Linked DNA regions of Mus musculus: region 2 is linked to region 1. A link is a contact called in public Hi-C data. All regions are on one chromosome and are shown on one strand. The core of a region is the stretch at or near the end of the contact, and the rest is flanking DNA. Distances in the headings are between cores, read along the strand shown. Region 1 has its middle 45 kb from the start of Gm34756. Region 2 has its middle 31 kb from the start of E130120K24Rik.

The links. A called contact is a pair of places that touch in the nucleus more often than the background predicts.
Region 2: a contact with region 1 is called in a Hi-C map of nephron progenitors, with 2.1 times the contacts expected there. The contact joins two enhancer-like sites. A contact is called at or near these places in 1 of 15 datasets of contacts at CTCF or cohesin (the NIH/3T3 cell line) and 6 of 484 Hi-C or Micro-C datasets (8-cell embryo, embryonic fibroblasts, embryonic stem cells and 2 more).

Annotation. Positions count from the first base shown.
Region 1 is chr14:46,433,096-46,440,302 of GRCm38.p6, forward strand. No RefSeq gene overlaps it. Among named protein-coding and RNA genes, the nearest start is that of Gm34756, 45 kb to the right of the region's middle. RefSeq lists enhancers at 3,456-3,922, 3,513-3,908. Within about 2 kb of position 3,781, at least 63 of the 459 cell types and tissues checked have an H3K27ac peak or open chromatin away from gene starts, as enhancers often do. A contact at or near this core is called in nephron progenitors, where this site is marked.
Region 2 is chr14:46,511,529-46,518,735 of GRCm38.p6, forward strand. No RefSeq gene overlaps it. Among named protein-coding and RNA genes, the nearest start is that of E130120K24Rik, 31 kb to the right of the region's middle. Within about 2 kb of position 2,948, at least 6 of the 459 cell types and tissues checked have an H3K27ac peak or open chromatin away from gene starts, as enhancers often do. A contact at or near this core is called in nephron progenitors, where this site is marked.

The DNA.
Region 1 (7,207 bases), core at 2,531-5,030:
AGTACCACCAACATATATAATTAGCATGCACTAATAAATTGTAAAAATGTATAACTTATAATTTAATTTATAATAAATGAAAAATAGGTAACAAAAAGTCCCCACTTGTGGGAAATATTGTAAAATGTTCTTTCCTTTATTTCTCTGCATTAACTTCAAGAAACATAATTTTTTTATAGGATGGATTTTTATGTTAAATAAGATACTCTTATTTGTGTGATTATATAACAAAGATAAGTATTGGACATAATAGACCTTGTAAATAATACTAACAAAATAATGTCAAATAATTATTGATGATTAAATATTTAGATAACTATGTACTTATAAGACTAGAAGTACACAAAATAAAAATGCTAATTAAGAACATTAACTAGTGAAGATACCTAGGTAATAGTGAAAGGATAAAAGGCAGGAAATGGAGTGGGCAGAGGCAGGGAATAGATCAGTGGCAAACGGTAAGGTTCCACACTCATCTGCAAATTGAAACAAGGAGGTAACGATTACTAGTTTAGGCTTGCTGCTAGCCTGACCTGTGGAGACACTTAAAAGAAATTCATCCTAAAATGACAGGGACCTTCTTAGTGGAGAGAAGCAAGTCCACATCTTACAAAGTAATAGGTTTGATCTAAGTAGCAAGTATCAAACACCAACTTGGCCCCCTGTAGTTAAAATGTGGCTTTATTTCCCTGTCAGCCAAGATATGGAAACACTGGTATTGATTAGCCCAACAATATCACAAAACCATTAGAACAAACCACCAAAAAGTGCAAAAACATGTTTTAGCTGGGGAAATGATGTTTATAAATATAATTACCAACACTTTTCCAGTACTTGCCACCCCACCCCATACATATTCGCACATTAATCTCTTAGCATGCAATACCTCATTTTAACACCCCACTCCCTTACACATGTTAATCTCTTAGCATACAGTATCTTATTTTACTCCTACAGTTTTATGAGAACTACTGTAGCCTTTTTTTTTTTTTTTTTTTTTTTTTTACTGTAAGACAATGGAAGTTACAAGAGTCTCAGGCATCCTTCCTGGTGACAGGTAAATGAGAGACAGGATCTGAGCCCAGATTTAACACCTCTGCAATTCACCTCTCAGCCACTTGGAGAGTGCATATTGAAATCTGGCAATTAGTTCTGCATGATGCTAATTACAATGTTGTTTTTGAGATCAGAGAGTTTCAAAGTCTTGCCAGGGAATTATTGGCAGTGGATACAAATTCTCTTGAACTTTCACATAGTGGATTCTCTCTCTCTCTCTCTCTCTCTCTCTCTCTCTCTCTCTCTCTCTCTCTCTCTCTCTCTTTCTCTCTCTCTCTTCTTTTTTCTTTTTTTTAGACAGGGTCTCTCAACATAGCCCTGGCTGTCCTGGAACTTACTATGTAGACCTCTCTGACCATGAACTCACAGGGCTCTCTGCCTGCTCTGCCTCAGGAATTCTGGGATTAAAGGTGTGTGCCACCACGCCCCTCTGAGCATGCCCTTTCAATATGGTTAGAACTAGTTGTTTTCTCTGATAAAAAATGTGAGTGTGAAAAAGAGAGGAAGAAAGAAAGAAAAAAAAAGGGAGAAAGATTCAGATTTTTAAAAAAATCACCAAAAACCCCTGCTCTGGGCCTTCTTAATTGTGAGGCATTTTACCCACAGACAGTTGACTGTTCTAGTGCCACAACACTGTCATGAGACTTCTGACAATAAAATAACGGTGGAAATTGCAATGATAACAAGAACGATAATACACTATGTGGAATAAGAGGGTATTTACTGTGAATGGAAGGCGAATTTTAAGTTTTTTCCTTTTACAGTTTTCTGGTAGACAGGATCTACTTGCAGGAGTTAGTATTACAATGGCTTCCCATAGTAGCAGCCTGCAAGAATCTGTGTATCCATCTTACATCAGCTACTGATGGCTGCAGGAGTGGTGACAGATGAGCCTTTCATTTTGCAGGTCCCTCAGGGATATTGCTCTCTGATAAGAGTCTTGCTTCTCTTGTCTTCATTTTTTCCCTTTGCCCTCAGCTGCTGCTTTCTTGTATTTGTTGTTATTATTATTATTATTATTATTATTATTATTATTATTATTATTAAGACAGGTTTCTCTGTGTAGCCCTGGCTGTCCTGGACCTCATTCTGTAGACTAGAATGGACCTCCCAAAAGCTGGGATTGAGCCACCACTGCCCAGCTCTTGTACAGATTTTATAAATCACCTTACATGATTTAGGAAGAGAGACCAAGATCCATAAATGCACAAAGGACCAACCTTCTTCATCTCCTGAGTTCCTGTGAACGTTTCTCCTTGCAGATACACATTTCCAGGCTAAATAGCTTTAGCTAATGGCTTCTAAGTGGCCTGGGAGTGTGAGCTGGGGATTAAAGATCTCAGGAGCTGATATGATCAAACTAGGTCACACCTTTGCCCTGGCAGAGAACTGAATAATTTTCCTGATTTCCCAATTCCTTCTTTCCTTGGTATAAAGTTGCAGTCATTTTAAATCAAGCCTCGCGCTCTGGTCATCAGGGAAAGCTGGCAGACTGGGAAGAGTTGAGCCAAGTGACAAACCAACTGTTTGTGCTTCACAAAGGCAACGTTCTAATGTCTCTGGTCTCACAGTTTTAATGTGGATTTCTGAGTAATAATAATGGCTACTTCGGTTGCCTGTCAGGTTCTCACACAGGATCTTTCTAGTTTTTTCAACACAAACATGCCTGTACACACTCAGAGGATCACAGGAAATATGCTCTTACATCCCGAGTTATTTAGATGCTCCTGAGAGATCAACTCACCTATGTGGTTAAGTAGCTACTGTATATATTTTAAGTCAATCTTCCAAGGCAAGTGAAATATTTTAACCATAACAGCAGTTGTTAAATAAAATAAAATGTTAAATAAAATAAAATAAAATAAAATTCAATGATGCAAAATACTAAGACTGTATTTTCTCCCTGGACTGCATCAAAGCGGTTCATTATTTACTGGGTCCCCAGAAGTTCAAATAGACTCATGGTTTATGGCAGTTGTTGCTGTCTCAGGAACTGAAATGTGTGTGTGTGTGTGTGTGTGTGTGTGTGTGTGTGTGTGTGTGTGTGTGTGTGTAGCAGACGTGAGGGGGTGGGATAGAAACAGAACTCCAGCTTGTCTTGGTTGGGGCAGTGTGTGTTTGTGTGTGTGTGTGTGTGTGTGTGTGTGTGTGTGTGTGTGTGCTCGTTGTTTCCTTGTCATTAAAGATAAGGTTCCACTTTGCTTCCCAAACTGGCCTTGAACTCACAGTTCTCCTCTTGTTTTAGCTTTCCCCAAGGCTGAGTTATCAGCTGAGACTCACTCCAGGCTCAGATGTGGTTCTGATTCACATCTTCTCTAAAGGGCTAAATAGACAGCAAGCATGACTTAAGAAAGGGGGCCTCCTTCTGTTCCGGCTGGGTGGCTTCCCGGGGGAACTCTGAGTCTCCTTTCAGCCTTGCCCCTGCGCTAACTGGTTTTGATCTTTTCCTCCTGCCCTTAGACTCCTCAGAGCTTGAACACAAATTTCAGCCCTGAGTAACAGAGAGAGGGAAGGCAGGAGGTTAAACCAAACTGTTAACTGTGTCTCTTCAAAACTGACATTTAATACAGGGTGTAAATCACTAGGGGGGCCTGTTACTCCTTCAGGAATGCAATTACATAGGGTCAAATAAAACATGAAAGAAACCAACAAGTTTTAAAATGTAGTATGTGCTCAAAAGCAGGCAGGAAGGAATTCGAAGCAGCCCAAAAATGCTAACACTCACTGCTGTCCTGCGAGAGGGCTGGGAGAAGAGGGCTCTTCACGGTAAGGATTATGTAGGGAACTTTGGGAAGCAGAGCTTCTCAGTTTTCAGTTCTGCAAGCCTGGCAGCCTTTCCAGGATGCTACTTTCATCCCCAGAAGGGGTCTGCTGGCCAGGGCTACAGAGCAGCACCAGCGCGCTGCCCTCCGGGGAGCACTTGCTGAGTTCACACACCAAGGACGAGCCAACCTGAAAGCTGGTTCTCTCTTTCACACTAAATCTTAAAAAGAAGTCAGTGCAGGTCTGAATCTGTGGGTGGCAGCATTCACGCTGGCTGGGTGCTAAGGTTCCCCTGTGTTTATGTGGCTCCTTGTGATTGTGTCGTTAAGGGGGAAGCTTAATGTGAACTTGCATTTGATTTTGAGAAGTGTCTGTTAATGGTTTGGTGTGTTTGAACAACTGGAGTAGGGTCCTTTTCGGTTTAACAGCCTTGTGAGCCATGGTGATGGCTTATCTCAGCTTTGGGGCTCTCTTTTTTTTTTTTTTTTTTTTTAAGTGTTAGATGTCCTGTAAGACCCTGACTATCCTCAGCTTCTACAAAAAAGATGGCGTCCAGCCTGTTCTGTCTTACAGAGTGGTGATTTCACATACAGGGTGAAAAGATAAAATGTGAGGGAGGGGTAGAGTACCTTTAGCAGGCCAATGCTAAGGTGCTCCCTTGAGAAATTATGCCACACAACAGATCTGGTGTAAGAAGTTTACTGGTGGGGGGGGGGAGTGGTGAAGGTCTTGGAGTAAGGACATGAAAAAGAGACAGAGGCATATGGGCAGACAGAGGGACAGAGGAAACAGGAGAGGGCTGCCTGTGTGTGTGTGGAGAGAGAGAGAGAGACCCATAGAGGAGAGAGAGAGAGAGAGAGAGAGAGAGAGAGAGAGAGAGAGAGAGAGAGAGAGAGAGAGAGAGAGAGAGAGAGAGATGGTTGGGGGACCATTTTACCCACAGCATGTACCTGGAGATTGCTAGGTCCCTGGAAGCAAGCCAATGAGATCGCCTGTTTGCTAACACAGGGTGTATTGTCCCTCCCTGCTGGGCTTCTTGTCACCCATGTTCTCAAAGTGTGTAAGCAAACATGGAATCTGAATTCAGCCAAGAGAACCTGTGTGTAATAGATACTCTAGCTGGGGCATGTGTGTGTGTGTATATGTGTGTGTGTGTGTGTGTGTGTGTGTGTGTGTATGTATGTGTTAAGTTGCCTTGAATTTCTGAGTTCAACTGGTCCTCCTGTCTTAGCCTCTCTAGTGCGTGAGGAAACCAGAACACACCATCAAGCCTAGCTTGCTCATATTTTTACATTCTGTTTTTAACAATCGTGCACAGCCCATGTGCAGATCTTCTAGGGAGAGGAGATGGTTGAGAAAGGACACTGGGATTCCAGCCTGGTTTTCATTCCCACAGAAGCACTAAGTATTAGAACCTAGTTCTTACTTCTGAAAAAGGAAAGTCATTTCAAATAAACAGTGATTAAAACTTGATTTTTTTTAAATCATGCATACCAAATGAAACAAACTCCAAAGTGGACTTCTTCGAGTCTAATGAAAAGGTTTGTAACCTGCGTTGCTTGGGTTCTCTTGGATGAATCTTGGTAGCCTTACCTCATATGTCCCTATCTATACTCACAAGAAAACTGGTGCCCAGTGGCCAGTCCCTGTGAATTCCGCTTCCAGGAGTTCCTGCAGAGGTTGAGCATTTCCTGCTCTGAAGTAGGCTTGCTTCACCACAGGTCTCAGAGATGGGCCATTGCCCAAGTTTCTTCCCATGTCAGCAGATTCCATTCACTCCTGCCTCTAGCTCCATCAGTCACATGAAAATGCTTAGCCCAAGAGGTGTACCATCTGACTTCAAGCTGAATATGAATTGTCTCAGTTCAGCTATTGAAAGGGGTAACATTTACTGAGGGATGACAACATGCCACCTCCCCTCTTTCAGCTCTTCCTGTGACTTCTGACCATGAGGCTGGGAACATGTCCATGCCAAGAGAATTCACCTCTCTGTGAGTGTTTCCTTGCTACCACTGTGATACCTCTGAGGTGACATCCATGCTCTTGTGACTGACTGACCACATGCACTTCTAGACTTAGCAGCCCATACTTTCCTTTCCTGACTATCTCTGTCCTGATCAGATCTGCTGTCAGGAACAGTCTCTACATCTTGTCAAAGTCAAGGAAGTTGATAGAGAGCTAGGAGGAATGGTGGCTCAGAAACTAAAGAAAAGAGTGTGGTACAATCTAGAGAGATGGCTCCGTGGTTAAGAGCACTGGTTGCTCCTTCAGAGGACTAGGGACCAATCCCCAGCTCAAAACCTCCCGTACCTCCAGTTCCAGGGCATCTTCTGGCCTTCACAGTCAACTACAGACATACATGTGTTACACACACACACACACACACACACACACACACACACACACACACACACACATATATAGGTAGGCAACTCCTACACATAAAATACAATTAATCAATCTTTATTTTTTTAAAGAGTGAGAAACATGAAGGGATGGAAAGCTACCTTCCTGCCATTTTCAAAAAAAAGGGGGGGGTTGATTTATGTGCTGGAGAAGGAACCCCAGCTTTGGGAAGCAAACTGATCTGCATTTGACTTCCTGCCCAAGCACTTCTGAGCTATGTGATCTTAGGTACGATACCTCACGTCTGTAAAACTCAGCTCCCTATCTATATCGGGAGGGTTTACTCTGAGGAGTGGAAATCATGCATACACAGAGAGTGCATCCTATACCTAGGAGGTATTTAATAAGTGGGTCGGTTATGCCAGGGTGATAGATTTGACAGGAGAAAGTGACCCTCCAGGAGCTGTGTGCCACAGGCCCTCTGTGCTTTACCACCTACTGGGTTTCCTCCAAAGGCTCTAGGAACCCTGAGCTGTGACTCTCAACCCCACCCACACTCGCTCACTGGCCTTAGGCAAGTCACTTATCTGACTCAATTGCTTCATCTGGAAAGGGGAGGAAAATAATGTTTACCTTCCTCAGAGGAATGTTGAGAGAAGTAATGAATGCTTGCAAAGTACCCTGAGATCTACAGATGAAAGGCACTGTGGGATTGCAAAGTATGATTATAAATATTAGTGTTATTCTGACACATTTGCATGCCTGCATGTGTGAGCAAATTTGCACCTGAGAGCACTGTAAGAAAGTAGGTAACTTTCAAGTAGGCAGCTCATAGAGTTTCATATATGGGCCTATTATAACATAGACCTCTAGTACGGCCTGGAGTTAAGTCCTCCCCAGATGCTGCTTGGACTAGTGTCCCCTATGCTTGTAGCTGAAACTTGGTTGCATGTTAAACCTATTCCCAAGCTGCATGGGAAGATGAGGAAGAGTGTAAGTTCACAGCCTGGTGGGCTACAGAGCGAGTTCAAGGTCAGTCTGG
Region 2 (7,207 bases), core at 1,698-4,197, 78 kb after region 1:
GACTCTGCAGGGGACATTTCAGTACATGTCAGGCTTGGCAAAGGACTCTGCAGGGGACATTTCAGTACACTCCAAGCAGGATGAGGTTGCTGTGGTTTTGTTTTTGGACAGTGCTGGACCAACAGGCAGAAGGCCTCAGCCATGCTAGACCATGTTCTGTTATTGAACTATCTCCCCAGCCCACAACGCACCATTTAATTATGTGTCGGCACATCTATTATTTAATCTTCATTATAATCCCATGGACTGGGAAAACATCGCTCTTCATCTATTATTACAAATTAAAAGGCCAACGGTAGCTCAGTATTGAGACTAGGAGACAAGATAGGTAATTAGTGACAAGGTTTCCATATAAACACTGAACATTAAGGGAAAAGTTGGGGACTGACTGACAAACTTGGAAGAGCTTTTTCCAGTCTGTTTTTGCTCATTTAGTCAAGGTACGGTGGCAAACCAAGACAACAAAACTATTGGCCTTCCTTGTAGAGATGTGTACCTGTTCTGTTGAAAATGTGATGGCTTATATTTGTCCAGAGCTTCTGCCTAAAAGAATAATTTGAGCAAACACAAATTACCTTTTATTCCCAAACTGACCTTCTTGCGATGCATACTAACTGACCAGGATTGAGAAGCCATTGTCCCATTTCAATTCATTTCTTTCTTAAGTTGTCATTTAGCCTTCAGTCTATGAACTCAGAAATGGCTCATGACCTGTTGCCAGGTTGCCAGAGCAAACACATACCAATGATTAGCTTGCTCAGACAGCTCCAGGGCCACTCACACCACATACTTGCCAGCTGGGAGCTTCATGTTTTCAGAGTTTTGCAATCTTTGGTAAATGTGCTAAAATCCATTATTTATGATGACAAGCCCTTCCCTCTGACCCTGTCTAGCATAGACATTCCAGGGATGAAGGAGGATCCATTTATACAGATAAGTCTCTAACACATAAATGGTCCTTAAAACTGACCTTCTCTCAAAGGCCCCAAGATCTCCTTCCCCCCAAAAATCTCCATTTCTAGAACTAGTGGCTGCCCTCAGATTAGACAAGTGATTCTACACTTTGTGCTGTCCGTCCTACAATTTCTTAAAGACTAGAAGAGAAGGCAACAACATTGGCTTATTTTATTGTGTTGATTTTCTTTTGAAAACAGCATCTCCTAGCTACCCTAGGCTGAGCTAAATTCACCATATCCTTACCTCAGCTTTCCTGGGCCTTGGATTGCAGGTGTGTACCACAACCCTGGTCTCTGCAACACACACATTTATTCTTTTCTTCAGTCATTCAACCATGCAACACACTGATGGTGAAAAACATGAGGGTGGGGTGCCCTCTTGGGAATCCCACTCAGCGAAGCACTAACAGCCTTTCAGACCTCTCTGCCCCAGCAAAGTCCATGGGATGGCACAAAGAGGAGGCTTTACCAAGCATTCAGAGACAGGGGGACTGATCAAAGTGTTAGAAAAGACTTCAGGAAAGTGAATGGGGATTTGTGAGCTGGGCTTTGGAGAACAAGGAAGGACTTTCCTCCAGGAGAGATCGGAGGAAGTGGCAGTGCAGGCAGAGAGAATGGTCTAAGCCAAGGACAAGGAAGCAGAAGTGGGGCTGAGAGGTAAGGAGCGCAAATGCGCTGTGTGGTCAGAACACACAACAGAGGCCAAGGATATAATTTGGAACCAAACATCCAAGTCCTTGACCACTTGGATGAATTTCTGCCACCTTACTGAGTCAACAGGAGAGCCATTAAAAGTTTAGACGGAGAAGCAATAGGTGCCAAACAGTGAAACAAAGAGGTTGCTTTGGGGAAAGGTATCAAGTGACCTTTAATTCCTAAAGGTTGGAGTCCAGGGGATGATGGGTAAGGAGTCTTTTACCATAGACTAACTGAGGCAATTAGGTCTTACAGTGAAGCCACAAGAGTGGGAGAGAGGGAATAACAAACAGGATTTGGTATGGAAAGGGGGAGAAATGAAAGGCTAAACTCCCAGGTCTTGAGTCAGTGCCTGGAAAAATTTATATTGTGGATAAAAATGTTTAGACTCAAATTTATACAAAGATTTAGAGATCTTAAAGATTTATTTCAGGACTGCCTGTGGGGTTATCCTTTCCTACCTCTCTAAAAAAATAAAATAAGAAAGAGAGAATGAAAGAACGAAAGAACAAAAGGAAGGAGGGAGGGAGGGAGGGAGGGAGGGAGGAAGGAAGGAAGGAAGGAAGGAAGGAAGGAAGGAAGGAAGGAAGGAAGGAAGGAAGGAAGGAAGGAAGGAAAAGGAAGACTATTATTTTCGAGAATGGGCCCGGACAGCTGGTGGCTTTCACCACATTCTTCCATAAGGCCTCTTTTTCCATGGGATTAGCTGTTTTGGAGTGGAGTGTTGGAAAGAAAAACAGACAGTTCTCACTATGATCAGTCTAATGTCTACCTTGCTGCCATTCCTACTTTGACAGTCTATACAACATGCATGGGTCTTCCCAAGGTCCACTGAGATCTAGGCAATGAAAAACTCCTTCTGAGGGAGAGAGACATAGAGGCACTCCATTGAGAGTGTCACAGACACATGGGTCAGTTCTGACAGCACTCACTATGGAGCACTGAGGTATGGAAGGGAACCTCTTTAATCCCCCTCAACCACAGGAACCAAGGTGGCTCTGGGAACAGCAGGTCCCTCAGTTCAAATGACATGGGAAATACTCCATCTCCCCAATGTCCCAGCATGGATGGTGACATTCTGCATGAAGGAGCAGGCCTATGGGAAAGTCAGGGATATCCTCCTCACCTCCGGTGGATGAGGCCAAGAGAAAGAGAACAGGTACCATTCTCAGCATTGGGAAACCTAACCTGTCTACACAAACAATTAACCTAAAAGGCCACTCTGTACTCTCCCAGTGGGCCCAGATGTTGCACTTCACTGTAGGTAAACGTTATTTTTAGAGACATAAGAATCCAGCATCCAAAATTTATCACCCATCTGAGTGGGAGACATAGAGCCCAGAACAGATTTATATGTTTAGGGGGTAGGAGTGGAGTTTAAGCTCAATAAAATCTTAACTATGCTTTACTTTTTAATTTAACTTTCAAACATTGCTTTCCTGTTTTGTGACTGAGACTCTTGCACATGTCACCCTTTTAGTGAAGTATCACAGGAAAGACATTTTTGTGGTGTTTAATGGAAATAATTTTTCTTGCGGTGTTGCTCTGATACCCTGGGAAACTGGCTGTAGGAGCCGTCTTGGGCTAATTTATTAAGCAGTCACTAGTTTAAAACAACTTACCCTGTTTCAGCTCACTGGAGATCTGTTACTGGCTCTTGGGAAGACAAAAAAGAGCTGAAGACTGATAAATTTTGTAGATCATCTTGATACAGACAAAAGGAAGTGCTGGTGTTGTGTATTTCAAGGCCAGGCAGGGGCAGAACACACTGGCATGAGTCTATGGATGAAGGCTTAAATACCAGCGGCAATTCATTCGAATAACAGTGGACTGGGCTGGAGCTCCGACAGTGTGGCTGAACACTCTAAAGAAATGTTCAGACTCTCTCTCTGGAACACATTTTCATAAGAAATGCCTTCTAAACCATGCATATAGCCCTAACCATAGGAAATGAAGAGTTCTGTCTGCAGAGAAAGCCACTGATGATCCCTACAGATGTTAGAATCTGTGCTTTCTCCAGATGCCCTAGGACCGAAGGAAGGCCTTGGCCTTGATGGTACATTGGAATCACCAGGGAGCGTCACAAAGCTCAGAGGCCTGGATCCTGTCTTGTAGGTTTAATGACTTTGGTCTGGAGTTTAGCCTGAGATGGAGGAGTTCTAAATCCACGAGATTCTACCATGCAGTTAAAAGTCCAAGAACCACTGCCCTGGAAAGTAGACATAGATCTGCCTGATATCCCAGAGCTGTCAGGCAACTGTGCTGACCGAATGTAGGAGCTCTTCTTAAAATGTAACTCATGGTCGCCGAGCATCAGCAGAGGATCCACAGTAAACTGCTTCAGGGTGGACCCTCAATTCCAAATGCTGTGCCATGTGAAGGAAGCTTTGGGACAGAGCAAACAAAACGAGAGACATTGAGGAGATGGAAAAATCACTTTCACTGGGTTTTAAACTGGGCTGCCCACCTCCCAAGACAACTTGGCCCTGACCCTTTCATCAGAGTTAGAGGGACTCCTGAGCAAAAGCACTTTTGTTTGTTAATTTGTTCATTTTAAATTTCTTTTATTTATTTTTATGTTATTTATTACTTATCCTTCAAAAATTACATATATATATATATATATAAAATCCCTCTCACATCTTACATCCCTCACACTCCCATAGAACCTCTTTGTCTCCCCAACAAGTTAGCCCTCCTACCCATGTCTCTCTGTGTGCACCCCACTGTATTGAATTAAAATTGCTCCTCTCTGTGTGTACCCCACTGTATTGAATTAAAATCGCTCACATAAGCTTGACTGAGAGGTTATTTTTCACGAGCAAAGGCAACTTACTCTACATCACCGAGGACTCTCTTCCCTCCCAGCATCTATTAACTAACTGCCTGTGGCTCCTTAGGAAGGACTGAGGGCCTCATGAGTCTCCCTCCTCAGGCTCAATGGGAAGTTAGCGGTCCTAGGCTTAAGCAGGTCTTGTGCAGGTAAGCATCCATTCTGTGAGAATCCATGCCCACATGTCCAGAAGGCAGCATCTCACGACATCCCTCTCCATCTTCTGACTTTCATATTCTCCCATCCTTCCTCCCACTGATACTCCTCTCCGAACCTTGGAGGTGGGTGATGTAGCTACCTCACCCAAGATCAAGCACTGATTGCTGATTTGAAGAATCATGCCCCCTTACATATGAAGATACATAGGAACCACCTGCAGGACTCACTAAACACACAGCTTCCTCGTTGTGGTCCTGAGGCTCCTGAGTCACAGGGTTGGAGTAGGGCCCAGGAATCTAAAGTCTTCAGAACTCTCCAGGTGACTGTGACTAAGGTTCTCTGAACCCCGCCTTGGAGAAACTGAATCATCCCATCACCAGGCAACTGAATTGTTCTTCTTTGGTTAAATATATTATCAGTCAAAGAAAACAAAACAATAGCTCTTAGTGAAGTGGGTTGTGGTAATTTTCCCCCAAAGCACTTAACTAAAATTCTTATCGAAAAAACCTCCAAAAATATCCTTTTTGGGGAGGGCCATGTTTACTCCTATTTTCAGTTTATCTACCAAAAAGAATGAAGATGGATGGCTATAAACACGAAGCAGATGCAGCCATTCCCACAGCTGTGAGCCAATAGAGTTCTTGGGAATCGTGGGGCACCTTTCAAAATCAAAACTCCTCTCATGTTTCAAAGGATCACAAATGTGGATGGAGCCCAAACAACCACCATGACAATACTCGTTCCCAGGATAAGGAAATGTGTGGACGGGAATGGCTATGTTTCTCTAGGTTCAGAATTTCCGAGAGTGATTGGAAAGGCTGTTTGCATTTATTTTTTAAATATAACAAACTTTCATTATGGAGGTTTATCCCACCTGGAATCCAGGAAAATGGAAAGAGATGATAGTGTCATTTTGAGTTTGGAGTTGAAATATCAACAAACTATTTATCCAGTATCTTTTTCTGGTTCTCTCTCTGTGTGTGTGTGTGTGTGTGTGTGTGTGTGTGTGTGTGTGTGTGTGTGTATACTTTTTGCAAGATGCAGCTCTAATCATTTAGCACCAAATTTTGGGGATTTATAGCTGATGAATCTAAAAACTAATTCAACCCACACTTAAACCCCCAAAGAGGGAAGCTTTCGTGTGTGGGAGGTAGGGTACACTCTTCACTACTTGTTTTTTTTTTTTATTCAAAATTTCCCTGGTCCTCTTAATCTCTCCAGCCTTGGCCATTGTTTCTATGCTGTGCCCACATTCCCCTGGCACAGGCATGGAATGGCATGCTTGGAATGTCTCCGCCCTGCATAATAGTTTTGGACCGAGCTTATCCCTTTTTCCTTGAAAAACCTCTGTGGTACAAGCTTTTGCTATGCTTTTATGATTCTGTGTATTGTTGAACGTGGACCAAATAGTGAGAACTTCTGTTCCATCAAGCCACTGACACCCAGAGACTTCCCACAGAAAGGAAACCTAGGCTCTTCTGCCTAGGCTCCAGGTCTCTATTATTTTTGTCTTTACTTCCGGCTCCTTTCTAGTTCCTCTTCAGAATGTACAGGTTATCTCCAAGACTTCTATCCTCACTACCATTCAACTTACCTGAAGATAATAATGACTTCATCTCCTGCTTGTCTTCAGACACTCGAGTTTTTCCCCAGTGTTAACTGACAATCCCAACCAGACACCAACACCTCATCAAAACTTCAAACAGGATTGCTTTTCTTCTGAGTCAAGAAGCACCAGAACATTTAATGATTTTGTTTGTTTGTTTGTTTGTTTGTTTGTTTGTTTGTTTGGGGGAGGTTGAATCCCAATCAACAAATAGTACTGTCTGCAATAATAATGACACAATCTGACATGTCATCATCAGGGAAGACTGTCACATACATTGTTTTACTTAGTTGTCTTGGCAGTCGTAGATGACAGGTATCAGAACCTCATTTCAGTCAAAACTAGGGTCACAAAGGCAGTGACTTTGTCACAATTTTGTCAGTTGCCATAGTACATTTATAAGAGAAAATTGATACTGAAAAGATTTCACAGACCCTCAAGAAAACCATGATTAAAAATGAAAATCAAACAGGTTTCCCAATGAGACTCTGACAGCAAAGTATTCTGGGGTCAGTTAAATGGCCAGAGAAACTTTCGGGGGGGGGGATTTCCTTTTCAAATCTTACTGGCATTTAAGTGACATTTTGGTGAAACTCCATGGAAACATCTGGCCACATCCTCTCAAACCTAATTTCTTCCCTAAATGTTGTTTTTAATATGTCACAGTTGTTAAATTTGTAACGAGCAATGCCTCTGAGACTAAACAACAGCACTTTCGGTATTCGAAAAATGAACAATACAGTTACAGCAGTAGAAACCAAAAGAAAATTTTAAATAAACATTTAATTGAGTACAAATAGTTTGAAAGTTATTTTGGTGGAACTTGCCCAATCTGTGAGCTCACATTAGCATCGGAGGCTTCAAATAAACTCCATTAAAGAAAATGCACTTCTCTTCCTTCAGGGCAGAGCTGATCAGATTCGTTCTTCTAGCAGATTATAGATGAAGAAGCAACAC